Linked DNA regions of Sus scrofa: all the other regions are linked to region 1. Evidence: chromatin contacts called from public HiChIP or PLAC-seq data. All regions are on one chromosome and are shown on one strand. Each heading gives the region's core, a stretch centred on a gene start, on an enhancer-like site or on the middle of the called end of the contact. The rest is flanking DNA. Distances are from core to core; before and after follow the strand shown.

What was found. HiChIP or PLAC-seq counts read pairs in DNA pulled down with a chosen protein or histone mark.
Region 2: a contact with region 1 is called in an H3K27ac HiChIP or PLAC-seq map of skeletal muscle. The contact joins two enhancer-like sites. A contact is called at or near these places in 5 of 47 Hi-C or Micro-C datasets (alveolar macrophages, embryonic fibroblasts, heart right ventricle and 1 more) and 1 of 2 datasets of contacts at active chromatin or transcription factors (skeletal muscle).
Region 3: a contact with region 1 is called in an H3K27ac HiChIP or PLAC-seq map of skeletal muscle. The contact joins two enhancer-like sites. A contact is called at or near these places in 8 of 47 Hi-C or Micro-C datasets (alveolar macrophages, brain, embryonic fibroblasts and 4 more) and 2 of 2 datasets of contacts at active chromatin or transcription factors (alveolar macrophages and skeletal muscle).

What each region holds. Positions count from the first base shown.
Region 1 is chr16:37,952,402-37,957,439 of Sscrofa11.1, forward strand. The region is part of intron 9 of PDE4D (cAMP-specific 3',5'-cyclic phosphodiesterase 4D); the gene reads right to left. Among named protein-coding and RNA genes, the nearest start is that of RAB3C, 540 kb to the left of the region's middle. Within about 2 kb of position 2,665, at least 7 of the 83 cell types and tissues checked have an H3K27ac peak or open chromatin away from gene starts, as enhancers often do. A contact at or near this core is called in skeletal muscle, where this site is marked.
Region 2 is chr16:38,067,217-38,072,254 of Sscrofa11.1, forward strand. The region is part of intron 9 of PDE4D (cAMP-specific 3',5'-cyclic phosphodiesterase 4D); the gene reads right to left. Among named protein-coding and RNA genes, the nearest start is that of MIR582, 510 kb to the right of the region's middle. Within about 2 kb of position 2,730, at least 7 of the 83 cell types and tissues checked have an H3K27ac peak or open chromatin away from gene starts, as enhancers often do. A contact at or near this core is called in skeletal muscle, where this site is marked.
Region 3 is chr16:38,036,481-38,041,518 of Sscrofa11.1, forward strand. The region is part of intron 9 of PDE4D (cAMP-specific 3',5'-cyclic phosphodiesterase 4D); the gene reads right to left. Among named protein-coding and RNA genes, the nearest start is that of MIR582, 540 kb to the right of the region's middle. Within about 2 kb of position 2,906, at least 67 of the 83 cell types and tissues checked have an H3K27ac peak or open chromatin away from gene starts, as enhancers often do. A contact at or near this core is called in skeletal muscle, where this site is marked.

The sequences.
Region 1 (5,038 bases), core at 1,415-3,914:
CCGCGCAACTGTTTCTGTGGGTTGGGGTTTTAAGGTTACTGAGGATTCGTTTCTGAGGATTTAGGATCTACCTACTTCAAGTGGACAGGGTGACTGTGGGAATCAAAAGTATTTTCATTAAAACCAGACTCTCTATACCCAGCCCAGCCCCTGCTAGGTTCCAGAAGTCTAAATTTGGGGATACACATAAACAGGCAAACAAAAACATACAATGTTGTGGGTCGGAAAGCTTTACAATTCACAGATTTGACAATGTGCTATATTTTCACATTGACAATTGTCGTAAGAGTTATCTTACCGGAACAGCAATGTGGCTGCACTCGGGCCATGGGAAATTTACACCTGTTATGCATACGTCCTTCCAAGTCAGTCAATGGAATTGCAAATCAAGGAGCAGGATGGTATTGGGAAGTCAAGGGAAAGAGTATCTGTTGTCATTATGCACAGAATAAAGCTTACAAAGGGGAGAAGATGAAAACACCACATCCAAAGGCATGTTATGGAAGCAGTTTCTATTTACAAAAGCTGACCCTGGGGCAGTTCTACAGTAAGGGATCAATTGCAGAGAAAGTCACTGTATTACATGCAGATGAGCATACCTTACAGAGGGGTAAAAATCCAAACTCTCTAGAGTCGTTTTACAAAACTTTATTATTGTCAATTAGAAAGAATGCATTGAAGAGCTTACATGAAGTTGGTGAGATTCTTCTTCTTTGTCTTCGAATCAAATCTACAGGTATTGGAGAAGAGATTCTATGCTTGAAATTTAGACTCCATAAATGATCAGCGGCACAACCAAAAATTTCATGGACAGAATCTCAGGCTTCTGGGATTTTTCAGAGAGGTTTTTATATAAAATTTGTAAAAGTTAGAATAACTTTCAAAATATTTGTTACATGGGCCATGTGGCTCACTGTTATCAATGATTCTTGAACTATTTGCTATTCACTTTGAGAATTCTAGGTTAAAAATTGTCTTTTATTCCACTTTTTTTTTTTTTTTTCTGTACCAATCTCTGTAAAGTATACTTCAGGTGAACAAAAAACTGCCTAAACCCTGCCGAGTGAACTAAAGTGTAAGACTGGAGCTTTCCCAACAAGAGAGGAAGAGCCTCATAAATCATAAGTATAAAATATCTGTATAGCCTTTCCTTTGAGTATAGGAATATAAAAATATAACGGGCTTGTTATAAAATTTGAAACATTACACAAAGTTGTAACAAAGAAAGTTCCTTGTAATCCCATACCCTAAAGATCACACATAACAATTAAGCCTATGACCATAACACGTTTTCATTTTACTTAACATCTGCCATAAGCAACTACAGCATTACCTAGTTGGGATGGTAGTATAGGTACTATTGGTTTTGTTTTGGCCTTTTTCTTCCCTCTAGTGGTATAAAATCAGGATGTAGGAATTTTTAAAAGAAAATTAACTTATTTTAGGTGATTTGAACCACCCATAGTTAGCATATCCAGTGGGTTGAAGATGCATAACTCCTGTATCTAGGATTACTCACTGCCATCTTGCCAGTCACTGGTTATATCCAGAAGACAGGAATCCCCTCTCCACACCTCAATGGCTTAGTGTTCTACATTCCTCTCCCCTGCTCTCCAACTTTTCCAAAGTCTGAGCACCAGGGGTTCGATCCCTGCCCTTGCTCAGTGGGTTAACGATCCGGCATTGCCATGAGCTGTGGGGTAGGTCGCAGACGCGGCTCGGATCCCGCGTTGCTGTGGCTCTGGCGTAGGCCGGTCGCTACAGCTCCAATTTGACTCCTAGCCTGGGAACCTCCATATGCTGGGGGAGCAGCCCAAGAAATGGCAAAAAGCCAAAAAAAAAAAAAAAAGAAAAAAAGCCCTCTCCCCCCAAAAAACAGCTTAAAAAAATGTAGTCTGTGTATCTATTTTAAACTCTAACTACTTCTGCATGAGTCTGGAGAAAGAAAAAAGAAAAAAGAAAAAAAAATGACCAGAGCACATTTACATACCAACAAGTAAGAAAATAATTACTAACTACAGAGCAAAGAACAGTTTGTTCTATAAAACTGTTGCTCAAATAAAGAATTACTGTTGATATTAGCGTAGAGCTGAATATTCTACTTTCACCAAATTCCTAGGTTTATAAGCAACATGGCTAGCCACAGTTTTTCAGTCAGTTTTAAAGCTTAACTTTTAGGAATTTTAACCCCAAATGTTCTGAGACATTGAGTAACTGACCTTTTCATCCCTTCTAAAAAAGCCTCGATGTGGAATTGCCAGCTATCCTACAGGAAATTGAGTCATCACACCAAACAACACACCTAAATGTCACCGATACTTGCAGGACAAAAACAGTGAGCTGGTTTAATTTTGGGTTTTACCAAGAACTTACACTGCATTCATTAATAAAATACTTTTCTCCCTGGAGAGCAGTAGTCACTATGGCACTACCTGAAAATATATGAAAACTCTTCTATTTCCCTGTCCAAAATCTTTCTAGGTCAAGGAACTACAGGGAGAAACTGCCTAATCAACCACTGTTGGCTAAATTCCACAAAAGCCAGGAGAGGACGATGGAAGAGCAACTGAGAAATAACTTGAGCCGTTGCAAGTCCCCTCCTACGGTAGCATTGGTTTCCTTCAAGGCCCCCTTGAACTATGTAACACCCGTGATTCTGCTCAGGATCTTCTGTGAACAAACAGTCCTCAATTCTTGCAGGCCAGCACTTGGCTTCCGTCATTGTGATGCGATCAAGGGTTCCCCTGACACATGGCCTGAAATGGTGCCAGGGGCTCCAAGGGAAGATGCTGAAGCAGCAGCTTCCTCTCGAAAAGGAAAAAAAGCAATCACCTCAGAGCCACAACAGTGAGCTGGAGGCTGAGGTTGTTTTCTTCTGAAACGTTCAGCCGTTTACCCTTACTCACAGCTTACAGCGATGGTGACCATTGAGGTAAAAGGATCCACTCTATGTGATGTGTGACTGTGTGGATGTCAGTTTCTCTGCCAGCAGTTGACTGATTATAGGTCTGTATAAAGTTGTCATAACCCCTACACAGACCTATTGGTGTAAATGAAGAGAACCAGTCAAAACAAAATGTCACTTACTTTGGATACCATTTGCTTCCACTTAATTCAAAAATATAAATACGAACGCTGATGGCTGATTCATACTTTTCCTAAAATTAAATGGAAAACAACAACCCTTTATCAAACAGGTAGGACTGGAGGAAAACGATTTCCATTCCACCATGTATTGCTTTGAGCTGTCACTGCCTGAATTTACTACATCAAGGATTTGTGCACTTTAGCTCTAACTTTTGTTGACTTTTTTTTTTTTTCTCTCTATACATTTTATCTGATGGGAAATACATGAAGGAGTTGGATTCACTTTCAATGTGTATGTGTAACAGGTTTAAGCAGAGCTTGCCAGTGGCAAGCTACTCTCATTTCCAAGTGTAGTTCCGGCGTCAGGTTCTTGTTTTGAAATCATAGGAAATACATAAAGTTTCACTTACTACTTCAAAAAACCTCCAAAGGAAAGGTGTACATATTTTTGTGAGTTTTTTCCTTGTCTTCTGACTATCTTTGATTTTTTTTTCCCCTGGGGCTGCTGAAGGCTCCAATAGAATTATGTTAATGAAATAAACATAAGATTGGGTTGTATTGACTTCTAGTATCTTCAGTAATTTCAGGAACATTTAACACCAGATATGTACCATGCACCTTATCAGAGTCAGAGTCTGCAAAAACAAGACACATTAAAGAATGTGTCCCTTATCCAAGGAAAGCCTAGTGTCCCGGGTATAGTTGGTTTTAGCATACTCTACTGTAGAAAGTATTGCGAAAGAAGGAAGCGTGTACACTATGGGAGAATAACAGAAGGCAATTTAAATCAGAGGTGGAGTGGGAAGGGGCTAAGTCCTAAAAAATGAAACAAGTGATGAGGGTGAGAAGATTTTTTAAGAGAAACAATATGAACGAGCACATGGGCCTGAGGTCAAAGGCTGTGTGTGTGTGTAGGGAAAGGACCTCCCATGGAGTCTTGCTCAGGGGGAAAGAGGCTAGAGAAATCTGCAGACTCTGGTCATGGAAGTCTTGTCAGGCATTTCCAAGTCAGGGCTTTGGGCTGAATCTTTAAGAGGAGGAGCCTTGATAAGTGATTCATGGTACTGTGTGATTTAGGATCAGGTTTTATTGAGATGGCAAATTCTAGGGCTCTGCAATAAATGGATTGAAGGAGGGAAGGCTGAAGTCAGTGAGACCATTATCTTCAGCCATTTTATTGGTAAAATAAAATTAATAATTTAAAGAATATTTGCACCTCTGATGATTATTCTTATCTAAAACAATCTAAGTATTAAAATTCGACACAGGCATATGCTCCCATAATATGTCAGGCCTGAAGAGAAGGACTGCCCAATTAGACGTTTGCAGGAATAGACCTCTTGCTTTCAAAAGCTAAAACTTCTGAAATTGCAATCATACTGTATTCCTCATAACTGTATCTGCCAGATTTTCTTTCAGCGAGAATGTGAGAAATGTTTGGCAAGGCTACTTACTACAGAAGCTAAGACTTTAAGGAGCCCTAGTTTGAGCAGAACTAAACTGTGGCCTCTTCCACACAGAAAAGGGGAAGACGATGCTGGTTGCTCCAGTGGGAGGGAATATATATGGTGGATGTGTGTGTGCATGTGTGTAACAGAAAGGGGTTGACTTGGTCTACAGAGTAATTTCACCCTACAAATTCCCCACTCCTTCCAATCTTTAACAAAGTTACTGAAGGCACAAAATGCTGATTTTTTTTTTTTTTTTTGCTTCTTTGTTTAGTCTGAGCTTGGAGGGCAGACTGGTTCAAACTGAAATGTCTGCCTGAGCTGACACTGGAGAGAAGAGACAGTAAGAGGAGAAGCTTTTGGAACTAAGTGTAAGAGGAGGGAGGATTTTTGTCCAAGGAAACAGAGCCAAGTGTAATCAGACATCTGGACTGGGGACTTTATGTGACATGTATGTGACTATAAGCAATATTACTCCTTGATGGAAATTAGAAAACAAGGAG
Region 2 (5,038 bases), core at 1,480-3,979, 110 kb after region 1:
GTGCAACCTGACCGCCAAGAACTGAGTAAAGAAAGGATCCCTAAGAGTCTGTTTCTAGACTTTGCTACTGTTTTGCGTTGTTTTGAAGATTGAGAGAGAGATGAATAAGGAAAGAGCCAGAAGAGAATGAGAGGTTAAAAATGCAAAAAAAGGAAATAGATGGAGCAAGGACCTGGAGGTGCTGAGAGGAGAGAGGGTCAGGAGCAGAGAAGCAGGGATGACTTAGAGCCGGAGGGAAAAGGACCACATCATCTGCTGAGATGGGAAGCAGGGAGCAAAGGATGGGTCTGGATGGCAGTAAGAGGATCTGAGGGATGAGACAGTTCCTGTTCTGACAATGATTTTATCAACTGAGCAACAAGTGAGGTCATTTGCTGAAAGGTGATGAGCAGCTGCTGGCCCGGGGGCCTTGAAAATGGGGAGGAGGTCTGGAATAAACACAAGGGGGCTGAGAGAGGGAGCAGAGCAAGGACAAAATGTCTAGTGAAACTGATGGTCCAGCTATACTGGAATGCTAGTTTGAAGCATTGTGATGTGGGGTTCCCCCCTGAACCAGGAGTTCAGGTAAGGAAGTGGAAAAGGCAGATTGTGAAACTGACAGAGGGTTGGATTCTTCCCAAGATGTACAAGAACAGGATGTCAAAGAATTTGAGAGAAACTGGGTAGACAAGAAGGAGAGGTTAGGTAAGGCCTCGTTTACTCAAAGTAGATTGAAATCCTCAAATTAGGGGATTGCCAGGGAAAAAATACTACTTCCCAGTATCCTTTGGAGCTAAATGTGACATGTGGTAAAGTCTGAGTCCAAGAGATATACATAGAAGCACTACATGGGCTTTCTGGGAAGTCTCCTTGAAAAGGTAGGGGTTTGCTGTTCTTCCTCTCTTTCTCTGTCTTGATGCTGGCATTTAGATGAGATGGCTAGAGCTCTAGAAATTATTTTGGAACATGGAGGCAAATCCTATAACCTAGGGATGATGGAGGAATTAATTTGAAAGAACCATAGGTCCCTGATGGTCTTGGAGCTGATATGGGTGATTCAGCCATATCACCCCTGAATCCTGTTCTGGATCTCTTTTATAGGAAAGGGAGGTAAATTTCTATCTTGATTAAATCATAATTTTTCAGACCTCTTTCACTCTAGCTGAACAAAAGTCTAACGAAAATAGTGTGTATATACAGCAGCTGGAGCACACACAGCACTGCCTTGGAAGAGCATGTTAACCCTCCACCATGTAATCCTTAAGAAGGGAACATCTTTTATAGTAAATAAGGAAGCACTGATCTTTTTAGAAGATTATAGATTGCTCTTGATATGGATGAGAGGAAACAAAGTTAAGACTTGGACTCCTTCATTAAATTTATTTAAAATAAAGCAAAATAAAGCCACATGGATATTATTACTTTTCTCTCATCACACTAAGCAGTCTTCATTGCAGTTTTTATAAAGAAACATATTAAAATTAATGACAATATTAACACCCAAGATGACACATTTCCGTTGTCTTATGCTTTTTTTCCTCCCTTTCCCTGAAGGGTCAGAATTCCCATCAGTCAGCATAAAATGGTTTATGCCCAAGCCTAGTAAATCACTTGTATCAGGTTGTTTTTAAAGTGACTAAACAGCTGTAGTTTTCAAGGTCGGCCAAATCATCTGCCAGGGTCACATGTGTTTCACATGTCAAGTAACGTATATGGGTTCCACTCCACGCAGGGTTGTATGGAAAAAGACATTTGCAAACAAGTGATCTGAAGCCATGTTTCCAAACAGCTGCTATGGTTATGAGCCTAAGAGTTACTACTGTAAACCATTTGAGTGTAAGACTATATTTCCAATCACTCAAAAAGAATATTCATGACAAATCACAGTGTCCACACGAAGAAGGTCAGCTTCCAATCTTAAGGACACTCGATAAATATTCAAGTAGGAGAAAAAGTAATTTAGTTGATAACTGTTACCATTATCATCATGAACTTGTTCATGTGCAAGTGGGAAGAACATGTACTGGATAAAGAACACCAACTGAACACATAATTAAAATGAAACCTAGTTAAACAGCTAAAGAGAAAGGATTTCAAGGAAGGAGACTTGACTAATCTTCTTCTAATTCTTGCTCCAGGCAACACTGACTGGAAGCAAAAGACAGGACTCCCGGATGCTAATAACTCTCTTAACAAGCTTGAGTAATTGGTATCGCAGACACAGACAGAGGGATGAAACCAAGAGGGGCTGGCCTCAGGATTTAAGGATTTTACAAACAGAAAAACTTTTAAAAAATTCACATTTTAGCTCAGAGCATAGAGATGTCTGGTTCCAACCGAGGGAAGGAAAAGCATAAGGATTTTCAGGAGGAACTCCTCCACTGGGATCTCCCAACTCAAAAGAGATAACTGGCTTTGAATTGTGGCTCTTAGAGTAAATTTTTATTGAGTTCTCATAATGTTCTTGGTATCTGCTCTTCAAAGCCCATGATCAGTCTCTTCATCTTGTTTATATTTACTCATCCTACGTGATTGTTCATGTGTGGTATGGTATGCTGAATGAAGAAGATTGCCTTCTGATCATTTAACTCCCCACTGCAGGTTTCCAGGCTAGTTTCTGTATTTCTGTATTTTAGCAAAATCCTAGGCACCTCTAAGTCAGAGGAATAGTGTGGACAGGCATAGACAAATACCCTCTCTAGCTAAGTATGGGCTCTTGTCAAGCTGGAAAAGGTCTCTCAGCTCTGAGTCACTTATACAATCGAGTCCCTGAATATGTTTCTGTCCCTAATATTTTGTTGCTCCAGGCAACCATCAAGTCCACATGAAGACTTTTGCCAACTGGAGAGATGACTAGCCAGGGGAGTCAGAATTTTCTTTTAACTCTTTGTTGAAAATGCAAAACAGCAAATGGTGTCAAGAGTATTCTCTCAAGAGCCACACTGGAAAAAGTAGAATTCATATACCAACTTAGTATATCTTTTATTCACTTTTTAGGGGAATATAACTAAAGAAAATAAAGGGAATTAGAAGCATGAATTTTTTAAAACAGTAAAACATTATACAAAGATTTAACTGAGTCCTTAGATATTATCTCACCTAATATCCTCATTTTATTGAAGAAAAAACAGGTTAAATTACTGACAAAAGTTTTAAACAGGAAGCTAAGTGACAGAGCTGGGATTATAGCTCTGGCCCTTAAACCCTGAGGTCATTGATCTTTCCACAAGTTTCACAAGCTAAGTGCCAGATGCTGAGCAAGGAATGTTAATAAATCACAAGCACTCACCTCTCTTTTGTAATAGCAAATGGTTCTGGGTGAAAAGGTCTATTTTACTGGGATGCTGGAAGCAATCCTAAATCTCCAAGGTTAGGTAGTGATCATCCATTAACTCCCACATTATAAAAGTCTAGCCAGGTGGGCCATGTAACTAACTCTATAGTATGTGGGAAATGTTCAAGGTCCATCACTGCTTATTATTGTCTGAATTTGATCTTTGGCTCTTCTGAATTCTTATACTTCCTCTCTGTGACACAATCCTGGGACTAAGATTCTTGGTGCCTTTTTCTTAGGTACAATTGTATCTTGCTAAATTCTTGAGATGAGACTATATCTTATTCATTTCTGTTTCCTTGAAACCCAGAGCAAAGAATTAAACATACTTTCCTATTGTATAGCACAGGGAACTATGTCCAACCGTTTGTGATAGAACATAACAGAAGATAATATGAGAAATAGAATGTACATACATATATATATATATATGTATTAACTGGGTCACTTTGTTATACAACAGACAATGACACAACAGTGTAAATCAACTATACTTTAATAAAAAATTTTTTAAAGAATTAAACACTTTCCCTGAAACACAGAGCACAGAATTAAATATACCTTTGTTGATCACTTAATGATAAATCAGTATTCATTTTATTAGTTCTAGTAGTACAGTAACAATTTACTTATCCAGCGATGAGTAATCCAGAGATTTGCATTATTTTATTCTTTACACCTAGTAAGTAGGTGAAAAGAACTCCACAACAGGCAAGTAAATTGATTTCAAAAAACATATTTGTGACATGCATTAAATATAATGTGAGGAAAAAAGAATGTATACATGTATGTGTGACTGGGTCACCTTGCTGTACAGTAGGAAAAAAAAAATAATGTATTGAGGAAGTAAAAATAAATAAATAAATATCCTAAAGCCCTTCCTTAAAGATGGATTGCCCTCAAATTCATTACTATTTGGAGTTAATTTGCTCTCACTCTAGGCTCGATGCAATGGCTTTGTAACCTGGTTTGTCAAGGAGGAAGGAGCAGCAGATCAAAGAAGATGGCACCAAGGGTAGGGTCAGTAGCAACAACCCAAAGTAACCACTGGGAGCAGCAGATGAAACACTAAAGTGTAGCAAAGTTAGGGGCCCTTTATAGTACGGGGAGAGCTCATAGATCCTTCGGTATTTGTGAATGACAGAGAAGTATAAAAGTAGACATGCGTAATGATGACCAGAGCCAGTAAAAATGATTTAATTACTTTCAGTGCACGTCTTCAAGGGCTTAAGAATGAGCCTAACACCTTTTAAAGATTTTCATTACATAGTTCAAATAAGATCATGAACCTTGGTTTTCTAGAATATTTGACATCTGGAACATTTTCTCCTAAATGAAAGGTAGGAAATCTAGGCATTGAGATAAATCAACCTTCAATTCTATATTGGAATACAAGTTATCAACCTATTTTTAGTCCATATATAATCCTATATATATATATAACAACAAGGATTATAAACCTTCATATATTTTCAGAACCATTTTACATCGACTTGATAAAATCATACAGCTAGCGGTTACTGAATCCAATATACGGACCCGTTCATCTTTTTAAACTAGCTCTTCCTTTAAATTCCTGCCATCCAGCTCCTTTGCTGGTATGGGGCCTTTATGGGACTTTATTTATTCATTTATTTTTGGCTGTACCCTTGGCGTGCAAAAGTTCCCAGCCTAGGGATGGAACCCAAGCCACTCCAGTAACTCAAGCCATAGCAGTGACAACGC
Region 3 (5,038 bases), core at 1,656-4,155, 84 kb after region 1:
AACCCGCAACCTCATGGTTCCTAGTTGGATTCGTTAACCACTGCACCACAACGGGAACTCCTGGATACATTTTTTAAATCTCTTCATTTCTGATCATTTTTTTTTTTCCAGATTAATTCTAAAAAACTTATACCTGCTACTCACAGAACTAAGACATTTCAGGCCTCCCGATGAACAGTTCAAGTGCTGGAGCAAGGCTTGTACTACAAATTATGTGTAACCAAAGCCACACTGCTCTCAATGCTTCTAGTTTTGGGTTACAGCAGTTCAGGGAGATTGAGCTATTTTGTTTCCATGGCTCATTAAGCTAGGGGTAGGCTGGTGTCCATAACCAAATTCGCTGCATTTATTCTTCCTCCCTCCTATGAAATGAGGCCAGACCTTAGGGAAAAGAAAGATGAAAAAATACCCTGGAGTCCATGGTAATTCTGCCCATAAAGGAAATTAACACACCTGAAAAGGATTAAATCCTTTTTCCTTTTCTAAATGAGCCCCTTCCTTAAGCTTCCTCTGTCAATTGACTGCCAACCCTATTTGCTAATTCTCATCCCTCATCAGGCTCACTAGGACTTCCTGTTGCAAATTGGTGCTCAGTGAATTTGAGCCTGATGTCTCCCAAACACACCCAGGCTGGGGGCTTTCTTCTAGGATGTTTGGTGCAAAGGGCACCTAGACATCACCAGGGAATGGTCCCTCGCAGTGGGCTGGGAGTGTTCCAGGCCTGAGAAGGGAATAGCAAGAGACAAAAGGAATCTGTAGGTAGAAAGGAGGGGGAAAGGGTTTTGGCTTTTTTTTTTTTTTTTTTGCTGGAGGAAATGATCTGGACTGAGAATAACGGATAACCACAGGAGGGGATGGGTGGGGCAGGATGGGGGGATGACAGACACACCGACAGGAACAGCAACAACCTGGGGAGACAAGTCAGAACATCTGTAATCAAGGCAACACTGCAGAAAAGGTGAAGAGAATGTAAACATTTTAGTTTGTGTTGTGTTGACAGGATTAACCTCAAAGTCAGTACTTTTATCCTTTTTTGCCAACAAAAGCCTTGGGAGAAGGCTCTGGCCTCTGCCTCCTCATCCCCACCCAGCTCTCACCTCATCACCCAGGGCACCTTCACACACTCAGGCTCCTGCAACTGGATGGGGGTGGGGTGGGGGCTCTGATCCCTCTCAGGCACAACCCAGGACATGCTAAGATCTTGGGACTGTAGGTCCAGAATTCTTTCTTTTTTGATGGTAAGAAAAAGTATTTGGAAGGAAGGAAGGGAGAGGAGGAGAGAAGGCAGGAGAGAAGGAGGGAGGAAAAGGGGGAGGAAGAAAAGAAATACTCTATTTCTAAGTCTCTGTTACAAAACCAAAATGAAAACCAAACAACGATAGCCAATGTCAGCCAGGTTACAATGATTTACCTGGGTCCTTTCAAACAGAGCGACCAATAGTATCACATGGCTAATTAGGCATCTTTCCATTAATGCACTAAGTGTAAACAGTAAAGGTGCTTTGCAAACTCCTTTTCCCTGTATTTATTTACTCAGTCATATGAGATGAGGAAGCCCGTCTTAAGGCTTAACATTTGTTCTTTTTTTTTAAGAACAAATAGGAGGAAGAGGAGGGTGCTCCCTCAGATACTGTTTGTGTATTTGAAAGGAGTGCTGCTTGCCACTTCTTCCTTTTCAAAAAAAACACAAGGCCTTTGAGAAGTAAGAACCATTTCTGTGCATCTCTCTCCTGTTCCTTTTTCACCAGTCCATTTCAATAGGAGGTTCAAATAATGCGATTCATTAAGTCCACGTTTTCTGCCAGATTCTGCTTGTGTGCATATGTTCTTTTGTTTCCCTTCTAACATGTCCCCCGGCTCAGAAACCATTCTTTCTGGTATAGTTGAAGGATATGGATATTAAAATCGGAATCAGCAGAAGATTTTATGGTCTTGGGGAGCTGCCAATCAATGCTGTAAAATAAAGCTCTGATATCAAGTCTGTTCTATGGAGTTTTAATATCACTGGGAGGGCGGTGGGTAGGGGTGCTGGAGTGAGGGTGGAGCTGGCAGAACAGTTGGGACTGGGAAAGAGAAGGAAAGGGTGAGATTAATTGCGGAATTTGAAAGCAGGAACAATTTACACCAAAGAATTGTTTTCAAAGACTTCCTAACCTCCAAGACATTTTCCAGTCGAGGTACCCTTTGAATTACATCTGGAGGTGATGTTCTTGGAGCGACCTCTGAAAGCTGAAATCACAACCTGCCCGCAGTGTTCCCTTTGCAAACCCACAACTTTGTCATTTTCTCAGGCAGACACACAAACACTCAAGAGTTCACATCTATGTTGGGGAGGGGAGAGGGAGACTGCTTTGTAGTAGCTCTTTTGAAGTGTTTAATTCCTCCTTTGTAATCTATTCATCAACACACATTTCAAGCATATCAGTTTTAGCTCAACAATTTCATTCTACAGGCTTGTATTTTCTTCTGCGGCTTGGGGCCTCTGTCCAGCACCTGGGTGGCACGGTTTGTTTTCTCCGAATGCAGAACTGTTAACCAAATTAAATTCTTTCTCTCACTTGGCTCCCTCTTTCTCCCACCCTCTACGCCCGCCCCCTGCCCCCCCCCAAAACAATTCAGGCCGAAATGCCCACCGAGGCTGGGCTTAAGCAGTTTCTGTGTGCTGCACACAGGAGCGCCCGCGTGCCTCTCTTTTTCGCATACAGGAAATGCATAAAAGAAAGAAGAGTTCAGCTGGAGCCACCAGCTCCCCCGTCTTTGCTTTCTTCTCTTCCTCCCCTCCCCCCTCCCCCCAAGCACCGGCTTTTAATTTTCAAAAGCACTGCAATTGCTTGGTGTGGTTTCAAGAGCTGGGGTGCCATTCTCCCTGATGATGACTCTGCTGACGTCAATGGCATTCTTATCGTGCCTAGTGCGACATCAGAAACCAGCCCTCAGAGGCTCCTCTTATTCACGGTGTCTGGGCTCTCAGTAAAACGTGGACTGGATTTCAGAAATGAAAGTGACTCACTCCTCTTTGCTAGCAAGCCTTGCGCTCAGCTAGACACCCTTCTTCTGTGCGGCAGATTGCCAGTTAAGACTGTTTCTTAGTGGTCTCTCCTGAAGAGGTTCTCCCCAAAGGAGAAGAGAGGGTTAAGTGAGTCACAGGGCTTCCTCTATGTCCCACCTTTCAGAGATCTGCCCCGTGTGTGTGTGTGTGTGTGTGTGTGTGTGTGTGTGTGTGTGTACACACCTCCTCCAAGTCAAGACTAGCTGACCTACTTTTGATGATTCTTTAGGTTTTACTAAAGCCTTAGATAAGGTGATTTCCCCCTAAACTGTGGACAAGACCCCCTTGGTTAAGCGGTCCTCCTCCCTTGCTTACTCCCTGGGTCATAACTGGAGCCTGGGTCCAAAAATCAAGCCCATTTTCATTTCTCCAGATTGCAGCAAGCAGTCCTCTTTTTAGAACAAAGAAAAAAAAAATAGGTTGAGAGGAACGGGGAAGGAATCATAGCTGATCAACAACAGTAACAGCAATAAAAATAGCTGAATATCAATGATACTTTAATATTTTTCTCTTAATACTCCTGACTTTTTAAGAGGCCTGATCTCAAAGGCTGGAGTTATAAGGTAGCCTAGATGCTACCTTATAAAATCCATCATTCAATTCCCACCCAGTAGTTTTGGGGCAGCTGTTATAGTGATGATGAAACTCATTTGCAGTGGAGTTTATTATGGTCCAAATGTACCCCCAAAACATTTCAGAAATGTCTCCAGTTCAAATCTAGATGTTTAAGGAGTCAAGGTCATTTAACAAGATGACAGAATGGTACATATCTAGGTAGCTTTCATCTTCCCAATCTCTGATGGAGGCAAATCAAAGTGGATTGGTATCCACCAACCAAATAACACTGGTTCCTCTTGAAGATTACTGAGCCACCCATAATTAGGAGCAACTGTACTGGGAAGAAGCCATTTAGCTATGAATGCAATGCACAATCATTCCTTCCACCTAGAACTATTTAGAATCACAAAATTAAAGGGGTATTGACTTACATCTGTTTTAACCCTTTCACTTTCATGTAAGGAAACTGAGGCTCAGAGCTGGTTGATGACTTGTTCAAAGTCAGGCAACTATTACGCTTCTGGGCTGATAAACTACCTCACCCTAATGGTATGTTCTCTCCATGACAACACTTTGCTCCTGATTATTTAAAGCCCAAACCCATTTTGCCTAGGACGTTACCATTTTTCATACAATCGTGAAGAATAATTCTGAGTCGCTTGATTAAAGTGCGTTTCCAGGAATTTTTAGATGAACAGAATCCTAATAACTGCCTTTTTGTGTTTACAGTAAGTTCCACAACTAGTGAAAAGATTATTAAATAGAATGGAACAAAATAACATATACATGAAATCCAGGTGGTTAAAAAAAAAAAAAATACTGATAGAGCCTGGGAAGAAAAAGCAGAGATTTATCTGGGTTCCAAATATGTGAGCCCCTTGCACCCAGGCATCTTTCTGCCTCATTTACTACCTGACTTCCAGCCAGCTGATTGTAATGTTACAATCCTAACGTAATTCATTCAATCCCTGATTCTAGCCATCGCCTTAATGTTTCCTTCCTTCCACCTAAGATCTTCAGAGTTCCCTGCTTCATGGTGGCCCTTCTCCCCACCACTTCCCATATTAGTTTTATCTTCTCTGGAGTGAATTTAATCTGCTTTTTAAAGTAAAATTTTGGCACTTTTTTGGGACAGATGCGTTATCACATTCTGGTCCGGAATGAAAAGAGATGGACAGAGATGAAAGATGACGGCTTCAGAGTCAGACAGGCCTGAATTGGAAGCTTGACTTAACCACTTACTACTATCAAATTTTAGGGCATGTCTTAACCTGCCCAAGCCTCAGTTTCCTTATCTGTCAAACAGGAATAATAGTTCCTGCCTTTCAGGGTTATTGAAAGGGTTAGAGATGATGCTTGCTAAGTTGCTATCACAATGCCTGGCACGAACTTCACTAAAGGATAATGTGGCTCAGTGGTAATGAACCCAAA